Regions from separate parts of the Mus musculus genome. Here region 1 is linked to region 2. The links are chromatin contacts, called in public HiChIP or PLAC-seq maps. All regions are on one chromosome and are shown on one strand. The core of a region is the stretch at or near the end of the contact, and the rest is flanking DNA. Distances in the headings are between cores, read along the strand shown. Region 1 overlaps Atp6v0a4 (ATPase, H+ transporting, lysosomal V0 subunit A4). Region 2 overlaps Creb3l2 (cAMP responsive element binding protein 3-like 2).

Region 1 (2,700 bases), core at 109-2,608, 690 kb before region 2:
TGGTTAACGTATAGAAGAAATGTCACAACACTTTTTACCTGGCTCGTTTTTTTCCTCCCTTGCAGACGACTCTAGAGAAGTTGGAAGGAGAGCTGCAGGAAGCCAACCAGAGCCACCAGGCTTTGAAGAAGAGCTTTCTGGAACTGACAGAGCTCAAATACCTCCTAAAGAAAACCCAGGACTTTTTTGAGGTATTTTCTTGGGGTGGGGTTGATAAAGGGCCCTATTCTCTGAGTCTTAAGTTCCTATTTTGAAAACTGACTGGTCTGGCCTAAGGATAAAATACTTTGTTTCTTGCCTCATAGTCAAGCTATCAGTGAAGGGAAATATGACAGGTACAGTAGCAGTGATGCGGGCTCAATTGAATTAAAAAATATTGTTGCTCTCAGGTTGGGTATAATTGTGCATGCCTTCAGTTCTAGCACTTGGGAGGCAGGGGTAGGGCTGGCTTATAGATCATGTTCCAGGCCAGCCAGGGTAGCATAATGAGACCCTGTCTCAATTAAGAAAATACAAGTATGGCCTAGGGGAAGGAGAGTCAGAACTAGAGAGGTCTGGGTTTGAGCAAACTTAGGCTTGGGGTGGGAAGGTTGTTGTGGTTGTGTTGGAAGGTGTGGGGGTGTGGGATGGGGGCGGGTATCCTGACAAGGAGCTCTCTGCCTGTTCATTTGTGTTGACATCTGTAGAAGATTAAAGCTTCCTTAGAAACAGAGCAAACCCAGGGGTTCAGGGGCTTCTATGTTGTCCTGTGTTTGACAGGCCGGTGTTTTGTCTTTCAGACAGAAACCAACTTAGGTGAAGATTTCTTTGTTGAAGACACTTCGGGTCTCTTGGAGCTAAGAACCATACCTGCCTTCATGACTGGAAAGTTGGGGTTAGTATATCTCCATGCCCTGAGAACTGGGTGTGGATAGGTGCTTGGTCTTTCACTCGACGTCTGGAATGTGATCAATCTCCCGGACTGACCAATCAGTGAACAATGAGCTCCTGGGTGTGGAACAGCCTGTAAATGAATACAGGGCTCTACAAAGAAACAGACCCAGGAGTAACACACAAGGCTGGTGCGGTGCATGGTTCTCCTCCCACACCCCAAGCTCCCAGAGAAACAACTCTGAAATCCAAAACATATTCCCAAACACCTTGGCCACAAGCTTTGGCTTGTTCTCTAGCTAGCTCATCAATGAATAGCCTGTTTATTCTGATGTAAGTTTCAGCCACATGGCACGTTACTCTGAATAGGTTCCATGTGTCTCCTCTTCCGTGTTCCTGGGTGAATCCTCTGAGCCTGACTCTATCCCAGAATCCTCTCTCTCTATACCAGAACTTCCACCTCCTCTTTCCTGCCTAAGCTCATTGGCCAACAGCATTTGATTGACAGGCGATGCTTCCATACATCACACAAGAGATTCTCTCTGCAGTGAGGTGGGGGAGGGAGTGCCCCTTGCTCACGATGATAGGCATGTTTTTAAGCTTGGAGAGTTCCTGTACATGGCCCCCATGAGGAGTCTCTGTTCATTCTTTATATGCAACTCTTCCCTAGCTTTGGGATAAAGTTAGGAGGTAGATATGTTTGATAAAATGTACTTGGAGTTTTCAAGTGTCCTCGGAAATGACAGGATTGAGCAGGCAAATCAACTCTAAATATATGATACTAATACAGCATACATACTTTTGAGAATATTTGGCAATTCAACATGGGATTGCATTCAGTGCTCTTGTGAGATAGATGAAGGTATTTATGAACAGTGTGGTTGGAGGTCCCTAATCTTTTATTCAGTACATATTGAGAACCTATTGAAATTTGAAATGGAGCCGGGCTTGTTGGTGCACGCCTTTAGCCCCAGCACTCAGGAGGCAGAAACAGGTGAATCTCCATGAGTTCAAGGCCAGATTGGTCCACGTAGTGAGCTCCAAGACAGCCAGGGCTACACAGAGAAATCCCATTTAACAAGCAAACAAACAAAAACAGAGCAAAACAAAAACCCTCACAAAATTAGAAATGGAAAGAAGGTAATGTTTATATAAATATTTTACCCAAAGATAACGCAAGCTCAATGTCATCTAAAGTAATAAAACATTGAAAAGTTACAGTTTGAAGACCATGTCAGATGTTTAGGCTAGCAGTTATCTATGTACCAGGATACCTGGACATCCATGTGTTCAGTGTGTGTGTGTGTGTGTGTGTGTGTGTGTGTGTGTGTGTGTGTGTTTCAAGACAGGACTTTCTTGTTTAGCCCTGGGTGTTCTGGAACTTGCTCTTTAGGCTGGACTCAAACTTAGAGATCCACCTGCTCCTCGCTCCTGAGTACTGCAATCAAAGCATGTAGCATGTGCTATACCGCCTGGCTAATGTGTGTTTCCTAAGGGATTGCTTTTTAAAGATAAAAATGTGTCGAGACCATTGAACATTTACTGACATTGGCTACCACACCATAAAAAGGTCTATCATATATAATACATATGATATATACTACATAATATATAGTATTATATAATGTTATATATATATATATATATACATATATATATATATATATATATATATATATATATATATAGTATAAATAGAATTGTAATGATTAAGAAAATAGACAATCTAATAAGATATGGGCAAGCTGGAGCTGGGACGTGTGTGGCCTTGTGAGCAGTTCCCATCATCCCTCCCACAAGCCTATGCCTCATGGATGTCTCCTCTTCCTG
Region 2 (2,975 bases), core at 340-2,839:
CATTCTGATTAAGATTGGTGTTATAAATAGATCACTGTATATATCCTGGCCTTAAGGTACATGGAAGTCAAACCAGAACCCCATACATGGGGTTACCTCCATGTGCCTGTAGTCAACAATCCAGGATGGTCATAGATGACCCAAACCTTCCTCTTCCACAACTTCCCTCCATGGAGACTCTGTGTTGTAAATTGCTGGCCCTTTTTAAAGAACATTAGCAAAACCAACAGAAAAATTTCAGACACCATTATTCATCTGCCAGCTACTCGGAGCTCAGCCAGGCTTGAGTGTGTGTGACGGGAGAAGGTGGGTGCCCCAAGTTGGTCATGATGCGGGAATGTGTTATATGGAGTGGCCATCAATCAGCCCAGTGATACGCAGGTTTTCAGCAGAGCAACACTAGGAGCTAATCCTCTTTTAAAAGCAGTTACAGTGACTTAGAGGGACAAACTCCCTAACCCTGAATTCTGTTACTTCCCAGGAAACAAATCATGATGGAGTCAAGAGACACCAGTGGGCACACCTTCAAAGTTCTTATTAAATGATTCAAGGATTCTTAAACTCCTGGGCAGGGAACTAAATGATTGTGGCCGGACCTGGGGTCAAAGGAGAAAGAGATGCCAGGAAAGGATAGTGTTGGTAAAGTCAGCAAATATTGACTAAGCACCTCCTACTCGCAGAATTTCCCTTATAGGTGGGGTAGGGTCACTGTCAAACAGTCAACAAAGTAGGAGTCAGATAATAAAGTCCAGAACAGATAAATGTTAATTTCAGATAATGACAAGAGCAAATGTGGATGATAAAACGGTTTTGTGACCCCAGGGTAGGCATAGGCACCGACTTCTGGAGCTGGCTTTTGATATGGGCTGCTGGGGGCCTGGGAGGGGTTTGGAATCAACAGCCAGGAGATGGGGAAGGAGGTGCATCATGGAAGAGATAGAAATCCAGACGCAGAGGATGTGCAGGGCTTAGACAACAAACTATGTCCAAGTTTCCCAGATGGTCTTAATTGCCTTTGGGGGGGGGGACGCCTAGCAGGGTATTAGTCACAGAAATGACAATAAGGATATGTAGATTTTCCCTGTAATCGCTTCTTGCTATTTGCAAAATAGCAAGTCCCACAAAGTCATTGAACTATCTAATAGCAGAGGAGAGAAATGTGAAGATTCTCATAAGCCTCTCATGCCAGCATTTTTATCAGCCAGTTGATACATAGTCTTAATAGTGTGTGCATCTGTTTAGGGACACCTCATTCAATGAGTTCTGCTGGCTTGTTTACACTGGACTACGGTCCAGAGCACCATACCTTGTTTGGATGGCACTTATCTAGCCTAAGGATGGTTTCTGTGAGGCACGTCATCATCTCCTTGCTTTGGGGAGCAAAGGCACCTCACAACTGTGCCTGGAGCTGCTTCAAACAGCAGACTGACTCATCGACAGTGCACAGATGTGTAAACACGACACTGAACAGACCCCGCAGAGGACACCGTTTCCGGTGTGAGGATGGAGTCAGGCTGCTGGCACCCGGAGCCTGAGCAGCAGTGACCTCAGTTTTCCGTGCTTTGCACAGACTCGCAAGAGACTCCCACTGGGAGGGGGGGTGGCAAGTAAACCCTAGCAAGCAAATGAGTCACAAATACGGAGTCTGTGGGTAGTACAGTGTGTCCCACTGTCCTCCTGACTGGTGCTACATGGTTGACAGTATGGTAAGTGGCTTGCCATGAATGCAGCTCTATTCACAGAGCCAACTCTTGAAAGCCCGAGGAGGAGGTAGCTGAAAAGGCCGAGGTAGGTAAGAAACAGCCCCATATGTCTTAGGAAGGTTGAGGGCAGTCATTTGCCTTTCACTTAGGAGGGAGCTTCATGTGCTGTGGACTAGCTGCCCAGAAAACAGTGCAGCTATAAGCTGACTGGAATCATACCTGCCTCTACCTAAAATAATTGGCAAGTATTTTGCCCACTGTCCTGGATAGTGAGTCTTGCCCCTTTCTTTGCTCACTATCATTTGGTAAGAATAGATGTACATGAAAATCGTAGCTCATGTTGCCCACTCGACACAGACAGACATGGTTCTCTATGTACTTATTTCAAAATTGTACGTGCTCATGATGTTCATGCTGCACCCATGCCTTCAACATGAAGGATGAATTAATTAGCTGTGAACTCTAACTTTTCACGGAAGGATGGTCTCGTGGGAAAATGTGGTTCTTACACTCAGGGAAATAGATGCTCATTTTCTGTCTCTGCCCCTCTCTGAGCTGCACAATTTTGGGCCCATTGTAGATCTTTTCTGGGCTCACACTTTCTCATTGGTAAACTGACTAACTAATATGTCTGTTGTAAAGATTTATTAAAATAATATATTTAGCCATTTTCCTCGTCATGCTTCCGTGGCTAGGCCTTAGTGGACAGCTAGCTCTTCGGTGGCTTCCTAGATAAAATGAATGAATCATCGTGTAGACAGCGACCTTTGTCTCCCAGCTGCTCTGCCTGGAGAGGATCACTCCCAATCGAACCGTTATCACATCGTCCGTGTACCCTGGCTTCTGCATCAGTAAACACCTTAGCCTGATGTCACTATTGACTTTCTTCCTTTTAAACACAAATGTTCTAGAGTACACACAGAGGAAGATTCCCTTAGATTCTTTTCCCCTCTAATCTTGAGGGAGATGTTGCCAGGTTTTCTGTGTCCCCTGGTGAGTCAGGGGCTCAGGAACACTCACTTGGTATGACAGACAAATATGAAAGGGATGGACAGCTACTGGTCTAGTGTGGTACCTGTCACATCAAGGGAAAAGTACAGTACCAGGAATGGCTTGAACCACAGGATCCCGACCAGTAGCCAAGTCTTGGAGGTACTCGACAAGGGATATAAAGATTCCCCATTTTATGATAATTTCGCAATTACATGATACTATATGGTTCTTTATACCTAATAAGGACATTTTACAGAATTTATACTTGATTTTAAAACT

The links. HiChIP or PLAC-seq counts read pairs in DNA pulled down with a chosen protein or histone mark.
Region 1: an H3K27ac HiChIP or PLAC-seq map of extraembryonic endoderm stem cells shows a contact between it and region 2, with 4 times the contacts expected there. The contact joins two enhancer-like sites. A contact is called at or near these places in 3 of 115 datasets of contacts at active chromatin or transcription factors (embryonic stem cells, extraembryonic endoderm stem cells and trophoblast stem cells) and 1 of 9 other capture datasets (embryonic stem cells).

What each region holds. Positions count from the first base shown.
Region 1 is chr6:38,086,104-38,088,803 of GRCm38.p6, reverse strand. It overlaps Atp6v0a4 (ATPase, H+ transporting, lysosomal V0 subunit A4), which reads left to right. Exons shown (of 21, transcript NM_080467.3): 5 at 66-191; 6 at 780-874. Among named protein-coding and RNA genes, the nearest start is that of Tmem213, 22 kb to the left of the region's middle. Within about 2 kb of position 1,358, at least 7 of the 459 cell types and tissues checked have an H3K27ac peak or open chromatin away from gene starts, as enhancers often do. A contact at or near this core is called in extraembryonic endoderm stem cells, where this site is marked.
Region 2 is chr6:37,397,710-37,400,684 of GRCm38.p6, reverse strand. All of the region lies in intron 1 of Creb3l2 (cAMP responsive element binding protein 3-like 2), which reads left to right. Among named protein-coding and RNA genes, the nearest start is that of Gm33275, 19 kb to the left of the region's middle. Within about 2 kb of position 1,589, at least 85 of the 459 cell types and tissues checked have an H3K27ac peak or open chromatin away from gene starts, as enhancers often do. A contact at or near this core is called in extraembryonic endoderm stem cells, where this site is marked.